3 separate regions of the Sus scrofa genome follow, and all the other regions are linked to region 1. Evidence: chromatin contacts called from public HiChIP or PLAC-seq data. All regions are on one chromosome and are shown on one strand. The core of a region is the stretch at or near the end of the contact, and the rest is flanking DNA. Distances in the headings are between cores, read along the strand shown. Region 1 has its middle 31 kb from the start of CEBPB. Region 2 overlaps LOC110257431 (a long non-coding RNA gene). Region 3 has its middle 78 kb from the start of PTPN1.

Evidence for each region. HiChIP or PLAC-seq counts read pairs in DNA pulled down with a chosen protein or histone mark.
Region 2: an H3K27ac HiChIP or PLAC-seq map of alveolar macrophages shows a contact between it and region 1. The contact joins two enhancer-like sites. A contact is called at or near these places in 1 of 47 Hi-C or Micro-C datasets (embryonic fibroblasts) and 2 of 2 datasets of contacts at active chromatin or transcription factors (alveolar macrophages and skeletal muscle).
Region 3: a contact with region 1 is called in an H3K27ac HiChIP or PLAC-seq map of skeletal muscle. The contact joins two enhancer-like sites. A contact is called at or near these places in 1 of 47 Hi-C or Micro-C datasets (embryonic fibroblasts) and 2 of 2 datasets of contacts at active chromatin or transcription factors (alveolar macrophages and skeletal muscle).

Annotation. Positions count from the first base shown.
Region 1 is chr17:51,752,455-51,755,376 of Sscrofa11.1, reverse strand. No RefSeq gene overlaps it. Among named protein-coding and RNA genes, the nearest start is that of CEBPB, 31 kb to the right of the region's middle. Within about 2 kb of position 1,511, at least 26 of the 83 cell types and tissues checked have an H3K27ac peak or open chromatin away from gene starts, as enhancers often do. A contact at or near this core is called in alveolar macrophages and skeletal muscle, where this site is marked.
Region 2 is chr17:51,918,499-51,921,198 of Sscrofa11.1, reverse strand. All of the region lies in intron 1 of LOC110257431 (a long non-coding RNA gene), which reads right to left. Among named protein-coding and RNA genes, the nearest start is that of PTPN1, 97 kb to the left of the region's middle. Within about 2 kb of position 1,283, at least 10 of the 83 cell types and tissues checked have an H3K27ac peak or open chromatin away from gene starts, as enhancers often do. A contact at or near this core is called in alveolar macrophages and skeletal muscle, where this site is marked.
Region 3 is chr17:51,938,092-51,940,819 of Sscrofa11.1, reverse strand. No RefSeq gene overlaps it. Among named protein-coding and RNA genes, the nearest start is that of PTPN1, 78 kb to the left of the region's middle. Within about 2 kb of position 1,344, at least 31 of the 83 cell types and tissues checked have an H3K27ac peak or open chromatin away from gene starts, as enhancers often do. A contact at or near this core is called in skeletal muscle, where this site is marked.

The sequences.
Region 1 (2,922 bases), core at 262-2,761:
CTGTTATGCTCTCAGACCACCCTGACTCCACCCAGAAGCCCTGTGAGGCAGGTATCCACATCCCCATTTAATGTAGCAAGACTCTCAAGGTCAGAAACATGACATGCCCTAGGTCACATAGCATCTATGTAGAGGAGCTGGGATTCAAATCAATGTCCATGGCTCCGAAAAGGGGTTAAAAGAAAAAGCCTTTATAGTCAGGCCTGGATTCCACTGTGGGCTCCCCTGCTTATAACTATGCGGCCTTGGGTATGCCACGGTTCCTCTCTGGGTCCCGGCTTCTCTATCTGCACAACGAACATGGCAACATGCCAGCCTCATAGATTGTCGGCTGACATCTATCAGCCAGCCCAGAGTTTGTCTCAAATCAAAGAGGGGTATTGTGGGGCTGGTGATGTGTACCCTATTTGAATTCCCCCATTGCTGGGGAACTCAGTCCCTTACAGAATTGATTTTCCAGCAATAAAACTTCTCCTTATTTTGAACTAAATAAAACCTGCCTTTCCCAGGACCATCCCAGGCTGGCTGTGGAGCCCTCTCTGCCCTCTGTTCCTCCTCTGACAAATGAAATGAGGCTGCTGACCTTGCAGAGAGGGCTCAGTCATTTGACAAACATTTACTGGGCTCCTACTGTGTGCCAAGCATTGGTCTTGGCACTGGGGACACAGCAGTAAACAAGACCAACAAAGTCTCCAATATCATGGAGCTGATGTTCTATGGAGAGGAGACTGACATTAACTATACGAACCCTTAAGGAATACAACAACTAGATAATTATTTATTGGGGAAATCTAAGTATCAGAAGCATCCAAACAAGAGAGAGACATTTAGAACTTATTTTTCTCATCACCTTATTTTTAAACAACATCACTGTATGCATCAGATGATATACCCTCTCAGCTTAAAACCTTTCCGTGGCTTCCATCGTCTTCAGGATCAAGTCTACGTGCCGTAATACAGCAATAGGGCTGCATGTGATCCAGAGCCTGTGGCCCTCTGTGAACTCACCCCCTTGTCCACTCCACTCAAGCCACAATGGCCTCCTCACTGTTCCTGGAACATGCCAAGCTCTCTTTCAGTTCTCAGGCCTGCCACACAGGCTGTTCCCTCCACCTGAAGCTCTTCCTCTCACTCTCCAACTAGCCAGCTCAGGACAGTTGCCATCCTGTACCTCAGGGAAACATATCTGAGCCCAGTCTTGCCTATCAGTTTGGCTCACTTGGCCTCCTTCCCCTTATCCCTGCAAAACTCCACGCAAAACGGAAAGAAAAATAGCCAGGAAAGACCGTGAGTCATTTGTTTACAGGCCAATTAATTACTAAGCTCAAAAACTTGATTTCCATTCTTCCCTTTTTTCCCCTCTCTGCCCTTTGAGAATGTTTGGAATCCACATTGTTTCCCAATGCAAAAGTATGTCAAGATTATTTTTAGCAAACGCACATGATGGCTGAGACTGTTATTCATCCCCCCGCGTCAGTGGGGAGCCGTCCAGAGAGTATGCGGGCTGCTTAATGCTCTTCAGATGTGGCTTCTGGGAGGCCAGGATGTCTGCAATAAGCCTTGGTGGCACTGGGGTCAGTGGAACCCAAGTGGGGTCCAGGGCTGAGAAACTGGGGATAGAGGTGCTGGGCTGCAGTTTCTCCTCCTGACCAGGGGTGGCACTGTGTTGAGGAGGTGCAATTTTCCCCAAACTGGCTTATTTCCTGAACTAGCAAGTGGGGAACCTGGGTATTCCAGCGACTTGTCCCTCCACTTCTCATCTTTTGAAGAGGAGTAGGAGAAACCTAATCCATTCACCTTTGGTTCAATCAGGATGGAAAAGCCTGTTCTGTCTAGCTGATACTACTGTGGCTTCTCTGATCACTTCTCCACCCTCCTACCCCCACTCCCACCCTCCACCACTGTCAGCCAACCCTGGCCACCCCTCGCATTCTCTGAGAGCCCAGGTTGGGAAGTAGGAGCAGCCTTGTGGTGGGAACTCTTCCAAGGGCTTCCTTTCAGGATGGCTGCTTCTTGTCCCTGTCCCAGGAGCTGTAAGAAATCAACTTCCAGCAACCTCAAGGGAACAAGAAAGGACTTGTCTCCAACAGAGACTGTTACCCAGCAATACAGGTGACATTATGGCTGTGGAGTAGAAGATTGTCACCTCCAGAAGGACGGAGAGTATCTCTCATGGTCTGTGTCCCCAGGGCCTGGTCTATAGTGGGTGCTCAGTAAAGACTTAACTAAATGATTGTGACCTGAGTTCCAGGCTCAGTGTGCAAACCAGTGTTGTCACCCGTTTTTCTCAACCTCAATATCCCATCTTGCAAATAGGTAACTGACCCCTAACCCTACAGGGAGGTTTGCCAGCTCAGCTGCCTACAAGAGCCAGGCAGGGGCATAAAAGTGAAACGGGTCAGGGGCAGCTATACTGTCTGTGGGGGAGCAGCCATTCTTCAGCTCTAGCACACAGCACTTACAAGCCCAGAGTACCTGGATCTTTTCATTTCTCAAGGGAAGCCAGAAATCTGGATGTTTGCATGCAACATCCTAAATTTTCAGTGTTGGCAACTTATTTTAACTTTCAGCAAAAGCATAACACAGGCCAAACCCAACACGCCTCGAGGCCGACCCGGCCCATGGGCCGCCAGTTTGAGTCCTTGGTGGTTAGCGTTTGTGGCTCACTAGGCCTTGAACAGGCCTGTCACACCCAAGCCTGGGACAGGGGGTTGGGATGGAGAAGGTAGCACAAGCCTCACCCCATGTGGGAGTAGCTATTATCCCAGCTTATGGGAGGGCTGGGCCGGACTCGTTGGTGCTGGGGCTGTGGGCATTGCCTGCAGAGCTCTGCCTTCCACTTAATTAAGGAAGCTGATAATAATCTAGGTGGAGCGTGGAGATAGGTCGAGAATGAGTTAGCAAACTACGGCCGGTTGATTG
Region 2 (2,700 bases), core at 34-2,533, 170 kb before region 1:
TCTCGGTCAGTGTCAGCTGTCAATCATTATTTGCAAAGTTACTATAAATTACTGAGCACTCCTGTATGCCAGGCTGGGCGGTATACATCCTCTCTACTTTAAGCCTCATTTCTCCCTGTGAGGGACGGTTATTATTGACTCCATTTTAAACACAGAGAAACTGAGCCTCTGAGAGCTGACTTGGTTTTCCAAAGGTAAAGTTGTCATACAGGAACACAGATGGGCTTTGAACCTGCGTCTGACCTCATTCTTGTATTGTTTCTGGGTTCTGCCTCCTGTGAATCGAATCAGGCTCCAGGGTTTGAGGAAACAGTCACCCACATGACCGCCAGTATCTCTGCACTCCAGGAGGGACGCCTGCCTTTCCTGGAGCCAGCCAGCTCAGGATACACCCTGGGCCTGGGGTGTGGACAGGCCACGGGTGATGGCTGCCCCGCTGCAGTGCAGGGCGGAGAGGAGCAGAGCCACCCTCAGCCCTTCTGCGGCCTTCCTCTTGAATCAGGAGTCCAGCTGGGCACCCGTGTCCCATCAATAAACGTGCCCCAAAATAGCTCACTGGGCCTGGCCAGGGCGAGAGGACCAGGACGTCCTGTTCCCACCGGCTCTGGCCAGAGAATGACCGTGTATTGGCCTTCCCCTTTAGAGGCTACTAGAAGGGAGGGCAGTGCTCATCCTGCCTTATGGGAATGAGCTGAGCCCCCGGACACTAATACCCCCAACCTGGGATGCTGTGATGCTTCCCAAATGCACTGCTGATGAAATTGGGCCAATGGCTTTTATCTTAGTGGACAGTCTCCTGCGGAGGTTCAAAGCTGGAGTGCTGGAGTCTGACTGGTGTGAGTTCAAATTCTGACCTTGACTTTAGCCATTTCCTAGCTGTGTGACTTTTGGCAAGTGACTTTCCTTCTCTGAGCCTTTGTTTTCTCAACTGGAATATGGGGCTAAACATTTATTTCATAGGGTTGTTGTTGTGCTTTAGTGAGTTTGTATTTACACAAAACAGGTTGTAGACTTGGAAGTTTTATTTATCTGTTCCTCTCCCTCATCCCTGCAACATGAGCTTCACTAGGCAGGAAGCTTGGTGGTTTAATGATGAACATCAAGGCCCATGGAGGTGCTCATGGCTATTTGTTGAATAAATGGGATGAGGGAATGAATGAATGAATGGAAACGCCAGGCACATAGCAAGTGCTCAAAAATGCTTAGCGCTTCTCACTGTCTTAATGTGCCTTTGAAAAAAGAGAAACTCAAAGATCAAATGTGACTCACAAACAGGATTGGCCAAGATGTGGAGAAAGTTAAAGTGAGTCAAAGGAGAGAAAGACAAATGCTACACACAGAAGAACTGGAGGGATCTGGAGGGGCAAAGCCAGGGCCTGTGGCTCCTGGAAGCTGGGGAACATGGGGACAGTGGGCCCTGGTTCTGGAGTTCTGAGACGAGGGTGCTGGGAGTACCCGCCTCTAGGCATGACATCTGACCTCCCGGGTCATCGCTGTGAACGTGCATGTGAGGGTGCCAGGGCCTCCTCCATCTGAAGAGCTGACTGCAGGGGGAAGAAGTGGACAGGTTGGGCAGCTCCTAATAATCTCAGCAGCAGCACTGATTCACGCCCATGCAGCCAGCCCCATGCAGGCCCTGATCTTTGTGTGCAGCTACTACTATTGCTCCCACTTTACAGAGGAGGACACCGAGGCCCAGATGTGGGCTGCCCAAGGCTGCAGGACAGTGAGCGGTCAAGCCCTCCCACCGCACTCCAGCCAAATGAGACCCCAAACCATCCCTGAGCCCACGGGCTCCTCTCTGCGGGGTCCTCCGGAGCATTCCCTCCTTTGGAACACTCTGCCCAGTCTTCTCTCTGGGCCAGTGTCACACTTCCTCGGGCCCCTCCTTGGGGCAGCCTCCCCACCTCCCAGCTCCTGATGCCTCTTGCTAAGCTGTGACAGTTGTATATCCACCTGTTCTCAGGCTCTTAGGGGCAGTGGAGGGTCTGCATTTTCTCTGGTACACAGTCTCCAGCCCATAGCGGGCACTGCTGGAAACTGGGGAACAAACACACTCTTGGGTACAGCTGTGAGTCAGGAGCTGAGACCCCCAGAGCCTTGAGTCCAGGATTGCACCGGGGACAGGTGGTGGGTGGAGGGGACACTGTGATTACTGAGTCATGAGCCATGCTCTGGGCCTTCCTGCTACTCCCTGGTCTGTTCATATACGGAGACAGCCCTGCCCAGGGCCCAACAGTGTAGGTTCAAACACTGGCTGAGCTTCCACCTCTTAAGGAACCCTGGCCATGTGATTTTATCCCCTTGGCCTCAGTTTCCCCACCTGAAGACTGAGGAAAACAATAGGGTTATTGGAGTGTTAAATGACTTTAATATACAGTTAGCACTTAGAATCCTGCCTGGCACATGGCAAATGCTTTATAAGTACTAGCAACATTATTATTATTAGGTAAGATGGGTTATTCCAGGCTATAAGGGAGAAGTTTGGACTTTATCCTTGAGGGCTTGGTAGCAGTGGACAGATTTTTAAACCTGCTCTGAGCTGGTCTGGATGACACGGAGATGTGGGGTTGATGCTAGAAGATCTGGCATCGGGAGCTGTCGGCTGTGCTCGGCACCTCACCTGTGATGTTGACTTAACTCTCACAAACATGCCAGAGGGAGCTCCCTTGTTACCCCTTTCCAGACAGGGAAACCCCA
Region 3 (2,728 bases), core at 95-2,594, 190 kb before region 1:
AGAGAGCCTGGAACAGAGGCAGGGGTCTCCAAGGGCAGGAGCCATGGGGAGTGGCAGTGGGGTCTTATGGGGAAGAGCAGGGTCAGCGGGTAGGGGCTGCAGTGACACTCTATGCCTCGGTTTCTACATCTGCAGAACGGAGATCACAACAGACCACACCTCAGCAGGATTCTCAGCTGCTGTGCTCTTGACATCGGGTGCCGGATAATTCTCAGCTGTGCATTCTCGGGGATGTCCTATGCATCGAGGGGAACTGAGCAGCATCACTGGCCTCCACCCAGTAGATGCCAGGAACATCTTCCCCGTTGTAACAGCACAGAATGTCCCCGGATGTAGCCTAAATCTCCGTGGGGGGGGGGGGGCAAAAATGGCCCCTGGCTGAGAACTGCTGCCTCAGAGTTACCACCTTGGGGGTTGAAAGAGATGATGTGGGTAAAGCACCTGGCACGGAGCCTGGCACTCAGCAGCTTCTCAGGAAACGGGAGCTGCTATCTGGTCAAGAGGGTGGCTGGGTTGGAATCCTGGCTCTGCCACTTAACGAGTTAGCAGTTGGCCTTGGGCAAGTGACTCTAGCTCTCTGAGCCTCTGTTTCTTCACCTGTAGAATGGAATAATAGAGCTCACCGTCTTGGGACTGTCAGGGGGATTAAGGAGCATGTCTCGTCCACAGTAAGTGCTCAATAAATGGGCACTCTGAGGATGAAGAGGAGGATGATGGAGGCTCCCGGGAAAAGGGGGAGCAAGGGAAAGGGCACTTTGCAGGAGTAACCTGGGGTCTCCAGAGTGTGTGGCCCCGCATTGCTGAGGGACATGCAGTCACAACTGCCCACACCTGGGAGGGCAGCTGGCTCAGACCCTCAGCCCCACTGGGCTCTTTAATAATTAAGCTGGATAAGGGGTAGCAAGGCTGGAAGGCCAGCAGTGAGCAGGGCCTGGCCTTGTTTGGCTTTGGTGACGTGATGGCCCTGGGATCATGGCCTTCTTGAGCCCATAAACAGGGGGTTGGGCCCCGAGACAGGCAAGGCCAGGCCAAGGTCTGTGCCAGTGGCCTTGTGTCCGAGTCATACAAGGGATGGAAGAGGGGGTGCTCAGGGGCAGCCGAGAAGGGGGTGCCGTGGAATGAGGGCTGTTTTTCAAGGGTCAGCCCTCACCTCGCCCTTTCTCTCTTTCCTCCCCTCCCCACCCCCTCTTACTGTCACTGCAGTTTAGTGAGCACTTACTGCCTGCAGAGCTCTGCCAGAGCACTTCCTGTGGATGGACTCCCACTGTCCTTAGCCTTGCTCTGTCCCCTCCCCACAGGAGCGAGGCCTGTGACTATGAGCCCCATTGCTCAGGAAAGGAATCAGAGGCGCTGAGTCACACGGGAGGCGGGGGGGTCGGGTGGGCAGGTGCGAAGCCACATCCCAGCCCAGGCCTGGAGGCTCCCCAGCTTGCACTTAACCCCACCGGCCCACCGCCTCTCACCTCCTCCTCTGTTCTCTCCCCCCTCCCCCCCCACTCTCTCTGAACAACTTTCTATTGATGTTTGTCTGTATCTCCAAGTCTCTCATTTTCCACCTCAATTTCCCCTTTTTGCTCTGTGTCTCTCACCCTCTCCCTCACTTTCTTTCTTTCTGGTTCTCTATTTCTCTTCTTCACCTCTCTGCATCTCTAGGTTTGGCCCTCTGTCTGTCTGTCTGTCTGCCTCTCTCTCTTTCCTTTTCTCCCCCACTTCGCCTGCTCCCTCTGACTGCCCCGCCTCCAGGCCCTGTCTCCCTCCAGCCCTTGTCCCGACGCCAGCACATTATGTCCCTGGTCAGACCCTGACGTCAGGCGGGGCCTGGCGGACGGCCACCCGCGGCCGCTGCCGGGCAGGCGGAGGGAGTGCACACTTTCCCGGTCGCCCAGCCCCACAGCCTGGGGCTTCAGTTTGCCCAGCCTGGCCCCAGCTGGCCGGACGGAGAGTGGACAGTGGCGCTTGGTGGCCGCCTGGCCTGGAAACCTGGAACTGCAGATCACCGGCCCTCCCTCCCCATCACCCCAACCCGAGGGTCATATTCCTGGACCTGCCTGCCTGGTCCCCAAGAGGAGACTGTATGGTGTGGGGACAAGACCTGGGTCCGAGTCCTGACTGTGTCACCTTGGACAGTTCACCCAGCCTCTCTGAGCCTCATCTGTGAAAAATGGGGCCATTAAGGCACCTATCTCTCAGGTGTGCAGGGAGAGACTCAACTTGATAGGGGGCTTGCAGTGTGGGAGAGGTGCTTGGCCCACAGCAAGAACTCACTGTCATCATAGGGTCCCATCCAGAAGTCCTCAACAGGGGAAGCCTTGGCCTGGGTGACACATGACTGGGGGCCACAGCTGGTGCTGAGAGGGTAGGGACGTGCCATGTGGGGGATGGCCAGGCACGATGAAGGAACACCCCACCCAAAGAACAAACAGTGCCCCTGCTGAGAAACCCTGCCCAAGCCCAGTTGGTCTCAGGCCCCATCACAGCTTGAATAAGTGGTGAAAAAAATGTAATATTTCTTGTTTGGTTTGTTTGGTTTTCTCCCCTTCTGATTTTCAAAAGCAATGCAATTTCCTTGAAGGACATTTTGAAGGGCACCTGAGAATCCAGGTTTAAAACAGACTTTGGGGTTGGATAAAACTGGGTTAAATCCAGCTGTGTGACCCCTGGCCAGTGGTTTCACCAGCTGAACCTCAGTTTCCTCATCTGTCAAATGGGGATAATAAACATTTAAGTG